Regions from separate parts of the Mus musculus genome. Here regions 1 and 2 are each linked to region 3. The links are chromatin contacts, called in public Hi-C maps. All regions are on one chromosome and are shown on one strand. The core of a region is the stretch at or near the end of the contact, and the rest is flanking DNA. Distances in the headings are between cores, read along the strand shown. Region 1 has its middle 35 kb from the start of Dnajc6. Region 2 overlaps Dnajc6 (DnaJ heat shock protein family (Hsp40) member C6). Region 3 holds the start of Dnajc6 (DnaJ heat shock protein family (Hsp40) member C6).

Region 1 (3,423 bases), core at 19-2,518, 35 kb after region 3:
TAACTATATTCTCAACAGGCAACAGGGTTTGTTGTAAGACAGCATGTCTCTGTGTAGCCCTGGTTTTCCTGAAACCTGTCACGTAGTCCAGGCTGGCCTCTTGCCTCTAACTCAGCTCCCCCTGCACCTGCTTCCTGGGTACAGGGATTAAAGGCCAGTGCCACACTACTTTTGTGACATTAAGGCAAGTTCCTAAGTCCCTTTCTTGGCCCTCTCCTAAAACCAGTTCCCAGATTTTCCTTCCCATTTATCTTGCAGCAGCAGGAGTCATAGCCGGGTTCAATTTCTGCAAACTACCACCACCCCCTCAACTTGGAAAAGGCTTCTAAATTTAAACAATGCAGCCCCATACTAAAAATGGCCCAGAGAGGAACAGATTTCACAGGCACAAAGCCCTCTCTCTCTCTCTCTCTCTCTCTCTCTCTCTCTCTCTCTCTCTCTCTCTCTCTCTCTCTCGACTGCGTATGTGTGTGAGAGATCAAATGATTCTAAGGGGGTAATTTTTAAAAGGCCTCAAAGGTGCAGTTTGAGATAAAAGTATCTGTTTTTAAATGCCTGGGAAGAGAATGAGGACAAGATGGAACCGCAAAAAGGAGGAAGGTGCTGACTCATGCGGATGCTTTACGAATTTGAGAACATCCTCTGGTCCCCCACTCTCTGATCAGCGAATTTAAAAGTATAAAGAGTGAGAATCAGAAGGCCTGACCGTGGGCTCCGAGACATGCGCAGTTCCCGGGTTCCGTTACTCCCTAGTAATCTCGTTCATACGACAAGGCTCGCCTGGATCAGCCGTCCTCAAGCTTTCCTTGTCCCTGGCGCTTTTCTAGAATGCTTGACATCATCAGGAATGATGGCTCAGTTTCACAATCACAGCACCGGTAAACATATCTGAGTTCTAGGCCAGTCAGGGCTACAGAGTGAAACCTACCTCAATATTGGGGGCGGGGGGAGACATTTCATATCAAAGGGCCCACTTTTATAATTTTTATCAGGAGTGTAACATATGTACTGAAAAGTGAACACAACACAGGATCAGCTCAATGTACGTCCACAAACTGACCGCACTTACACACTGTGGCACCCGAGGGTCCCTCCGTGGCACATTTTCCCTACTCGAAGTGAAGTAGGGACGCACATCAAAAGAGACTGACAGGAAGTGCCAGTTTGTTTCTTGGCCTAATTTTAATAGAAAACATGAAAAGGCTTTCCGCGGTCTCCACGACCGCATACCATCGATCACCGCCTTTCAGCTCTAAGTCACGTGAGTAGGCTGACTTACTCTCCTGGTGATTCAAGAGCCACCGGAACATGTATTTGTGCTGAAAGGAGTTAGGTGCACAAATGCTCAAAGAATGACCCAAGTAAATGACCAGACATGAGAGGAAGCTCCAGGGTCCAGTTAACATAACACACAGCACTGAAAATAGGAAACCCGAAAAATGCACGTTGGGTGCTGGCAAAGATTTGTGGATATAGTCTATACGACAACTTCTAGCTTGATCATAAACCCTTGGAGCCCTAATGCTATGTATAATGTCAGTGTGCCAATAAAAATTCAATTTTGCAAGGCAGTGTTGGCGAACGCCTTTAATCCCAGCACTTGAGAGGCAGAGGCGGGTGGATTTCGGAGTTCGAGGCCAGCCTGGTCTACAGAGTGAGTTCCAGGACAGCCAGGGCTACACAGAGAAACCCTGTCTGGAAAAAACAAAACAGAAAAAAAAAAAAAAAACAAAAAAACAAAAAAACAAAAAACAACCCTCAATTTTATGTATTTTTATATTTTATACATATTATAAACTTATATACATATATACATTTTATATATTTTATATGTATAAAAATTTAAGACATCTGCCAGCTTAGGATTTGTTGGTGGTTTGGTTTGGGGGTTGTGTGAGTGTGGGTGTTGTTTTGACTCAGGGTCTCACTGTTTCCCAGGCCAGTTTTGAACTTCTGGCTTCTCTCCCAGCTCAGCCTCCACAATACGTGCCATTCTTGTCCTCTCCCAGAATTACACACACCCAGTGGCACTACCTTCAAAAGGCAAAGACAAGATGAGAATGTCAGCTCCCAACTGTGATCCTAACAACCAGGAGACAGAGGCAGAAGAACTGATATCACTTCAAGGCCAGCTTGGGCTATACAGCAAGTTCTGGGCCAGGCTTTATGGCAACACCAGAGAGAAATGCCAAGGCAGGCAGGCCAAGGCGTCTCATGCCGGCAATCCCAACTGGGGAAGCTGAGACACGACGACTGCTATGAGTCCAAGGACAGCCTGGGCTACACAGTGGGTTCTAGCCTAGCCTGGGCTACAGAACAAGACTCTATCTCAAAGAAGTGAGCAAAGGTGGCTCAGAGTTAAAAGAGCATCCTGCCCTTCCAAAGGTCAAGTGCAGTTCCCAGTACCCACATCAGCTCACAACCCTGTAAGTCCAGCTCCAGGAGATCTAATGGACACTTTGTCTCCAGGGGCACCTGGACACACATGGCATTCACTCACACAGATACATACACATACATAAAAATAAATCTTTGCATTTTAAGAAAAAAATGAAATAACCAACATAGCTAAACTAGGCAACGTTAGTGTGCATATTATTTTAAAGTGCATACAAAGTATATACACACTAAAAAAATATGTAAGACAACCATATATACAGTAGAAAAAACTCAAATTTTTTTTCTAAAAAGAACTATATCCACAGTCCTTCCTCTTACTACAGTAGAAAGAAACTAGAAGTCAATAGCAAAGAAATAACTAGACAGAACCACTCGGTTGCCTGGTAATGAAGTGCACTTCTATATGACCCTCTGGATTAAAAAAAAAAGATGTAATGGAAGTTATTAAATAGTTTATAAAAAATTAATTATGACACAATACTTGCAGCATCTATAACAGCCAGGCTCAAAGGGAGAATTACAGCTTCAAATGAAAATGTGTTCTCTCCTTCTATCACGTGGGTCCCAAGAGTCAAACCAGGCCATCAAGCTTGGCAGCAAGGGCCTTTATACTGAGCCGTGGTGCCGGCCCCTCTTTCATCATTTTAAGAGACATCCTAGTCAATGCTTAAGTAAGAGAAGGTTAAAAATGTGTAAGAATTGGAAACAAGGAAATAAAAGTGTCTTAATTAGAGAAAACTGTCAATGTAGGAAATTCTTTCAAATCTAAAAACTATTCAAATTATTAAGTGCATTTAGCAAGATCATCAAAATAAAACCAAGATCTAAAAATGCATCACATTTGTGTATCCTAACGAACAACTCAAAAACAGAAATTCCAAGTGCCAGCTTCAGTGGCAAAGAGAATCAATAACCCCATGGCATCACTTTCCAGCAGGTTTACATCCATGATGTCCCCGTGTCTCTGCTAGACATGATGGCATTCGCTCATAACCTCAGCACTCAGGAGACTGAGCTAAGAGA
Region 2 (3,652 bases), core at 574-3,073, 39 kb before region 3:
ATAGTGACACTAATCTTCACATTACTCCAGAGGCCGCTCCACTCTTCCTCCCATTCACACAGGAAGGCGGATTTACAGACCCACCAGGAACCTACCCAAGCTCCCACGGCCGCTGTGCTAGGGTTTGCAGCCAGCCACACTGTTCCAGAGCCCAGCCTTTTACCCACTACATTTTCAAAAGACATCGAATTATAAAGTGATTTTTTTGGGGGGGAGGGGGTCTTTAAATGACTGAATTTTCTAGATTTTCCATACCTCACAGCTTCACAGTTAAAAAGCCCATATAAAGTAAGAACAATAACCAAGTGCTTTACTACTATAGCTCAGTACATGCCTACTAAACAACTGTGGGGCCCTTCTGCGCCTAACAGTTCTAACAGAAGTCTTTCAATGGCCTCTGAGAAGCAACCCTGCTCACCCCAACCTTCTAGCCGCACCTATGGCTCTCTAACTGCAAGCGGGCTGAGCATCCTTCTGCTGAGATTCCATCTAAGAGTCCAGGACCTTAAGGATAGAGAAGTAATGGCAGGGAACAATTGGCAACAATCACAGACCTGGGGCCATCAGTCCCCCTCAGCAAGTCTTCCAGTCTTCCACAAAGACACTTCCCCAGCATCTTCCATCTGTCTTCTTTCCAGAAAGTTCTATCCCTGGTTCTAGTAACTGTTACCATTCAAGGCCAGCCAGCTTGTTAGGTAACACTGATAAAACCAATGTCACTAATAGAAATCTGGTCATGTTCACATTCGTTTCACGAGGGCCATTTTCCTGTGTGTGTGTGTGTGTGTGTGTGTGTGTGTGTGTGTGTGTGTGTAAGTGTGACCATGATACACTTGTCACCTGACATTCACAAAGTTGGTAGGTGTGGGGATGAAATCCAAGACCACAAAGCACCTTGGCGTGCACTGCCAGCTCCTGTCCCAACAATAAACCATGCCTTCGCTACTAAGCTTGGCCAAAGGCAAAGAGTCCAGTGCCGTTGCCACAAAAGGCTTCCTTATCCCAAGGTACAGATATTTCAGTCTTGATTTCCCAACAATTAAACAAATAGGTCATGTAGGCATAATAATAAGACTCCTTATTAAACAGCCTACTGCTTTGGCCTCCAGAACCACTGCTCCCCATTCAGCCTACTCCAGGGAGCTTTCAAGGGGAGAATATGAACTCTGGGGAAAGATGGCTTAGACTTGAGGGTGGGTCTTCCTACTCAAAGCCCATATAAGCTGGAGCATATCATCATATTCCCCTAGGGTTCCTTATTCCCTTCCAATGATACCAACTCGAAACAAAAACGTTCCTGCATGCCTCATATTATCAATAGGATAAAAGGAGACCACATATATTGACGATTTGAAGGAATAAATCTTTTTTAACACGATCAGAAATTTTAAATTGCATCCTTAGAAATTCAGGTATTATAGTAAGTGATGCCAGGGATTGCCTACAACAGCAAGTCAGCCAGAGAGCACAGGCATCTAAGCACATGACATGAGTTTGTCACATAGAAAAATAAATAAGTAAAATTGTGCAAAAAGTATTTGATGCTCCCTATGCCAAACAAGGAGGCAGGGACTCAACAAAGCTGTCAGTATTAAAATGCAGGCTGCTTATTAGTCAGAGTAGGTTCAGATCTTACTTTGCAACTAGAAGGGCATGCAGCCTACAGCTGCTATATAACAGTCCCCTGACCCTCGGGAAAGAAGCACCCACGTGCAGCTGTGGGAGGACTGTGGGAGCTAACGTCTGCTCTCAGCTGACGCCCAGCCATATTGTGAGCACCCAGTAAATAACAGTGAGCAGAGGCTGTGGAGAAAGCCATGACCAATGCAGCCGGCATCACAAAGGGCCACTTTGTTCTGACTCATAGCTGGAACAGCCAGACTGGAGAGTGATACAGCAGGGAACTTCTAGATGCTGTGCATGGGAAGTCTTCACTGCGAGGATTCAGAAGCAACACCGATTCACAGAAGCAGAACTTTCTGCATCTCTGAGGTTCTGCTCGCCATTTTGTAGAGCTCTGGCATGGGGCACATATTATAAGCTACTGGTAGAACACTCGCATTCAGATTTGACACTAGGACATGGATTTGATATCACCAGTTTTGAAATATTATGTGACTTATGGGAATATAAACTATGGGAATGAATTGCATGATTTCCTAAGTCCTCTCCAGTTCCAAAACCCTTTGATGGCATCATTTTTATAATATATTATAATAGAAAGACTTCCTATTAGCTAATCTAGGCACTCTATTAAGAAGTTTCCATAAACTACAAAATCAGACCCTCATAGTATGCACATGGGCATAAGCACCTGAAGTAGTCAAGCGTCAGTTGTCAACATGACACACCTGGGAAGAGGGAACCTCGGGTGAGGACTTGCTTTCATTGCATTGGCCTTTGGACAACTCTTGTGGCATTGTTTTGATTGCGAATTAGTACTCCTACTGTGAGTGGGAACATTCACAGGACTGTGGGCCTGGGTCACTGAATGTGAACCAGAAGCAAGCAAGCAGCGTCTTCCACAGACTCCGTTTCAGCTCCTGCCTCCACGGTCCTGCCTTGGGCTCCTGCCCTGGCTTCCCGCAATGATAGACTGTAATCTGAAAGTTGAAATAGACCCTTTCCTCGACACATTACTTCAGGTTTATCACAGCATCAGAAAGAAAACAGCATCTCTGTAGGAAAAGCTGGCCTCTGCTTAGGTTTAGGAATGATACTGACAGAACCTCACAGAGGGTTGGCTCCAAAGGCTTCAGTTATTACCTACCTCCCAACCCTGCCTCCTTTTGTGAGTGTCTTTGTCTCTCATGTCCCCCCATGCCATTTCCCACATTACTTTGCAACTCCACCCCAGGACTCAGAGAGGACTGATTTGCATAAAATTGACTCAACTCCCCTACCTCCAGCACTCCAGTAACAGAGAGCCAGTTTCACACTTTTTCACATCTCCCTAGGGGCATAGAGGACCTGGCACACAGTAAGGGCTCAGTAAACATATGGGATACTAATGTTTGATGGAGAGGACCATAAAATAGATAGGAAGAGTTCATTGAAAACCAATACTAGCCATTCTTTCAGAAGAGGATCTACAATATTAAATTTTTAAAAAACCAACCAAACAAACAAATCCAGGCATGGCAGCTTATCCCTTTGATCCCAGCACTCGGGAGGCAGAGGCAGAAGGATGTCTGAATTTGAGGCCAGCCTGGTCTACAGAGTGAGTTCCAAGACATCTAGGGCAATGGATGGGGAAGAGATAAGAGTAGTAGTAGAAGAAATATGGTGTGGATGAAAGCCACATCGAGCCCCAAGTTTGAAACCAGGCTACAACTGGCAACCCAAACTCTACCCAATGAAGCCTCACGTGAAACACTATTCATGTGGTGTCTGTTTGAGCTTAGTCAGTCGGCAATAAAAAAAGCTCCAAGAAATAGACCGTAAGATGCTCCCAGTGTTGGAATTAGCTAACATATACTTTAAAGTTCATAAATATCTTTAGAGAACGGAAGAGAAAAAAGTCTTGAAAAAGAAATGGGGGAGGAGAGGGAGAGGGGAGATTCTAGAATTGAAAGTAGAAAATAGGGATGGAAATTTTGTTAAATAAACTTGAGGACAGAATAGGGAACTGAGGGTAGTAGAGGTGGTAGCT
Region 3 (3,407 bases), core at 689-3,188:
ACGAGTTCCATGAAGTTGAAGAGACACCTGGCAACAGTACTTTAACCATAACTGTATCTTCTTCCCACCCCCACAGTTTCACAAGGCATTTCATTGTTCTCTCCACCTACTGAAAAACCTGATTTGATAGGGGGAGAAAAGGCCAGTCCTCAGAACTATAGGACCTAACTAAGTCTTCTGTGTTCGAATGGCTGTCCCTACCAAATGATAACCCACCAGAGGCCCAAAAGACTCTATTCTCTACTTTAATCCTGTGTTTGGACATCACTTGGCCCAGGAAATACATTTTTTCCCATAAAAATGTGTTTCTTCTATATTGTAACAATACTTAAAAAAAAAAAAAACAAATCCCACTCCTGAAATGATTGTTGAGAAACCACTCGTGGACTCCTGTCTTCACATTCCTCATATGGAGCTGCTTTCTCTGCACAGTGTTTCCTCAAATGACCATGGGTCAGAGTACAAGAATCTCTTAAAGCTTTGAAGGAGAGCCAGAAGATAAATAGCATTCATGTACCATAGATCTAGACAGGCACAGCTCAAATAACCAAGCATAGCATCACTTCCCAGACCCTGAAAACAGCAGTCCACTAGGAACAATGTTAACTGTATATAAGATGATCCGAGAGAACCTCACACCAGTACCCTCTTTGATTTAAACCAGAGCTTAACTAGTAAACTCCTTTTTAAACTAGAACAACCAAATATCTGGGGATAGTATTTCATGTCACTTTCAGGAAGACGGAAATAGAAAATGATAGCCCAAGGAAAGACATTATACAATTAAAATCCACAAGTGATTATAAAGTCAAGGAATAAAATCCTACTTGGTTTCATCCCAACATGACTCCCACCAGAGTCCTTAGCTGCCCCAGGATTAAAGCCACAAAGGTAGAGCCGGCCCCTGTGGTTCCCATCCTGGAAAAGTACACAAACAGCCCTTACACAAGTCTTTGGACAGCAGGGATTCCTGGATGACTGTTTTGATACACAAATCGCTAACTGTCACGGAGTCTGAGAGGTCTGTAACTCATTAAAACATTTTTCTGAGACTTGCAAACACAGATACAAACTTTAGAACCAACTCCCTATATGAGGAGCTTTAAGAAATTTTAGCATGCAAAAGGATAAGATCAAAGCCAACAACAGAGGAAACAAATTGCATTGTGTAAAGTGTAAGGGCTGTGTTGTTAAACAGGGCTCTTGATCCCAGTAAAGCCTTCCGTGGGAGAAAGGAAACATTAACCCTAGAGGAGCTTTACATAATTGTAAATAACAGCAGCCATCAGGGGAACAACTGGTATAAAAGCGGTCTGCAAACAGCAAAAGCACCAAGCATTTCTCCTTCACCTCGGCTCAGACAGTTGGGCGGAGAAACCAGCCACTTTGCTTCCAGGTACCACCCTCCCCTGGCTCCCCTCCCTCCCTTCTCCTCCCCTCCCTTTCCTCATCTCCCCGCCCCCAGCTGGTGCATTCAGCAGCCTAGGGAGATTAAGAGGTGCTTGCTAATGTCACCGAGCCTCCAGACGGATCTAACGTTTCTTAGCTCCCTGGACCAAAGAAATTAGAGACGTTACACCATGTGGTATTAGATGCCATGGCCTACAACCCAGCCTCTCCTAGCCTGGACCGGGGATGTGCACCGGGCCGAAGGACTGAGCCACAGCGGCCGCTACCTGAGCTGTCCGTGGTGCTGGCGCGGTGCGGAGGCTGCCGGGCGGGACTACGCACCGCGCCCGCGGTCGCCCTCTGCGTGCCAGCCGCCGCGCCCCGTGCGCTCGAGTCCCCGTGACTGTCCACCAGCTGCAAAGATTCATAACCATCGCTGCTGGTCTTTTTCCGGTAGCTCCCGAGGAGGCTCATGGGCAAGCCCGGAGAAGAGGGGGAAGAAAAAAAAATCAACCTGGGAAAGGAAGGGGGAGGGGAAGACGGGACAGACTAAGAGAGGGATGAAAAAAAATAACAATAATAATCAAGTGCCCGACATGACGCGAAGAGGAGGGAAAGAAGGGAGCGGCCACCAGGAAGGGCTCTGCAGCCACCGCCCCGGGCACAGCGCACCCAACCGGCCCCGGCCACCCGTAGGCTGGACAGCGCCCGAGGAAGTGTAGGTGTAGCCGGGCAAAAGCCGGGCAGCTCCCGGAGTGGCTGGAGGGGGAGGGAATAAACAGAAGAGAGTAAAGGAGGGGAGAGTCGTAGGGAGGGAGGCTGAAAGCGGAAAACGGGGCGGGGCGGGATGGGGAGGGGACCACGACAACGCGGAGGGAGGGGTGTGTCAGCGCGGCCGTGCTTCAGGAAAAAAAGGGGAGAAGGTGTCTTGGAGACCAGCACCCTTGGAGAGAGAGCCAGGCACGCCCATTTCATGTAACTCAGCTGGTCTTTGTTGGAAGTGAAAGACGCCTGGGTTGATCGACCTGGTGGACTGGGTTGTAACTCCAGTAGGAGGGGAAAAGGAATCTGTTGATGGCAGGCCATCTGTGTACCCAGAGCAGGCGGAGCGGCATTTCTGCACGCTCCTGGCACGGGATGAGCTGTGGATATGAAAGCTGGCTAAAGGGGGTAAGGGAGCCAGGGCCAGATCTATTCAGCAACTATGTCCTGTGCACTTCCAGGTTTCTTATCGTTTACCTAGGAACAAGGAGAAAGGACTCCTCAACTCAACTCCTCAAGCTGGCTTGAAGGATGTCTGGGAAGAGAAATATACCAGATTTTCTTTCCATCCTCTAGCCTCGCCCCTCATTTTTCTTTCATAGTTGTAGGCAAGAAAAACAGCCATTATCAGAGGGGATCTGTCACAAAGTTAATTAGCAGCAGGGCCCTCTTCTTGAAGAAGGCTCTGCAAGCCCATGTGACTAGCTGTCCGCTTGTGACTTTTTTGTATTCTCAAAGAGTCCCCCAGCATTGTGTGAGTGTCAGGCCTCCACAATCTAGATATGAACTGTGTTCAGTCTCAAGATGCAAACACCCAAAGCTTGTTTTCACCTGATAGTATTTCAGAAGGCTCCCTCCTCAGCTCAGGTGAAAGACCAGATAAAAATGTTGACTTAAAAGTATCATTTTCCTCTTCTAGCCCTTGGATAAACTAAGAGGACAAACCTTTCAGAAGCACTCTGGCATGTTCCTGTGATAGGAGAAGAACGAGTGCACATGTGTGCTGTGCGTGGGGGCAGGGCACAGGCAGAGTGCCGGCCTGACCTGCCTGTTGGCTTACATAGTTGTCTCTTGCTGTTATTATTTTGATCACATCAGGACACAAAAATCAAATGACAGCAATTAAGAGCCTTCTATCCAGATCATCTGGAACCCAAAATTCCCTGAAAATCCCAGCTCCTCATAAGTCTAAACTCAACAAACTAACTGCTTGACAACCATTTTCTTCTTCAAAGATCGCACAGACTCATGGGTTG

The links. Hi-C and Micro-C count contacts between places; a contact is called where the count stands out from the background.
Region 1: a Hi-C map of cerebral cortex shows a contact between it and region 3, with 2.8 times the contacts expected there. The contact joins the enhancer-like site here to the promoter of Dnajc6 in region 3. A contact is called at or near these places in 8 of 484 Hi-C or Micro-C datasets (CD4 T cells, cerebral cortex, embryonic stem cells and 2 more), 3 of 115 datasets of contacts at active chromatin or transcription factors (all in embryonic stem cells) and 4 of 9 other capture datasets (adipose tissue, embryonic stem cells, liver and 1 more).
Region 2: a Hi-C map of cerebral cortex shows a contact between it and region 3, with 1.5 times the contacts expected there. The contact joins the enhancer-like site here to the promoter of Dnajc6 in region 3. A contact is called at or near these places in 2 of 15 datasets of contacts at CTCF or cohesin (CD8 T cells and the NIH/3T3 cell line), 4 of 484 Hi-C or Micro-C datasets (the N1E-115 cell line, brain, cerebral cortex and 1 more), 2 of 115 datasets of contacts at active chromatin or transcription factors (embryonic stem cells and neural progenitor cells) and 2 of 9 other capture datasets (embryonic stem cells and pancreatic islet).

Annotation. Positions count from the first base shown.
Region 1 is chr4:101,513,851-101,517,273 of GRCm38.p6, reverse strand. It overlaps a transcript of Dnajc6 not described here. Among named protein-coding and RNA genes, the nearest start is that of Dnajc6, 35 kb to the left of the region's middle. Within about 2 kb of position 1,268, at least 11 of the 459 cell types and tissues checked have an H3K27ac peak or open chromatin away from gene starts, as enhancers often do. A contact at or near this core is called in cerebral cortex, where this site is marked.
Region 2 is chr4:101,587,287-101,590,938 of GRCm38.p6, reverse strand. All of the region lies in intron 1 of Dnajc6 (DnaJ heat shock protein family (Hsp40) member C6), which reads right to left. Among named protein-coding and RNA genes, the nearest start is that of Gm36012, 38 kb to the right of the region's middle. Within about 2 kb of position 1,823, at least 27 of the 459 cell types and tissues checked have an H3K27ac peak or open chromatin away from gene starts, as enhancers often do. A contact at or near this core is called in cerebral cortex, where this site is marked.
Region 3 is chr4:101,549,125-101,552,531 of GRCm38.p6, reverse strand. It overlaps Dnajc6 (DnaJ heat shock protein family (Hsp40) member C6), which reads right to left and starts at 1,938. Exons shown (of 19, transcript NM_001164583.1): 1 at 1,677-1,938. The coding sequence starts at 1,863. It overlaps Gm36012 (predicted gene, 36012), which reads left to right and starts at 1,331. Exons shown (of 2, transcript NR_168609.1): 1 at 1,331-1,396.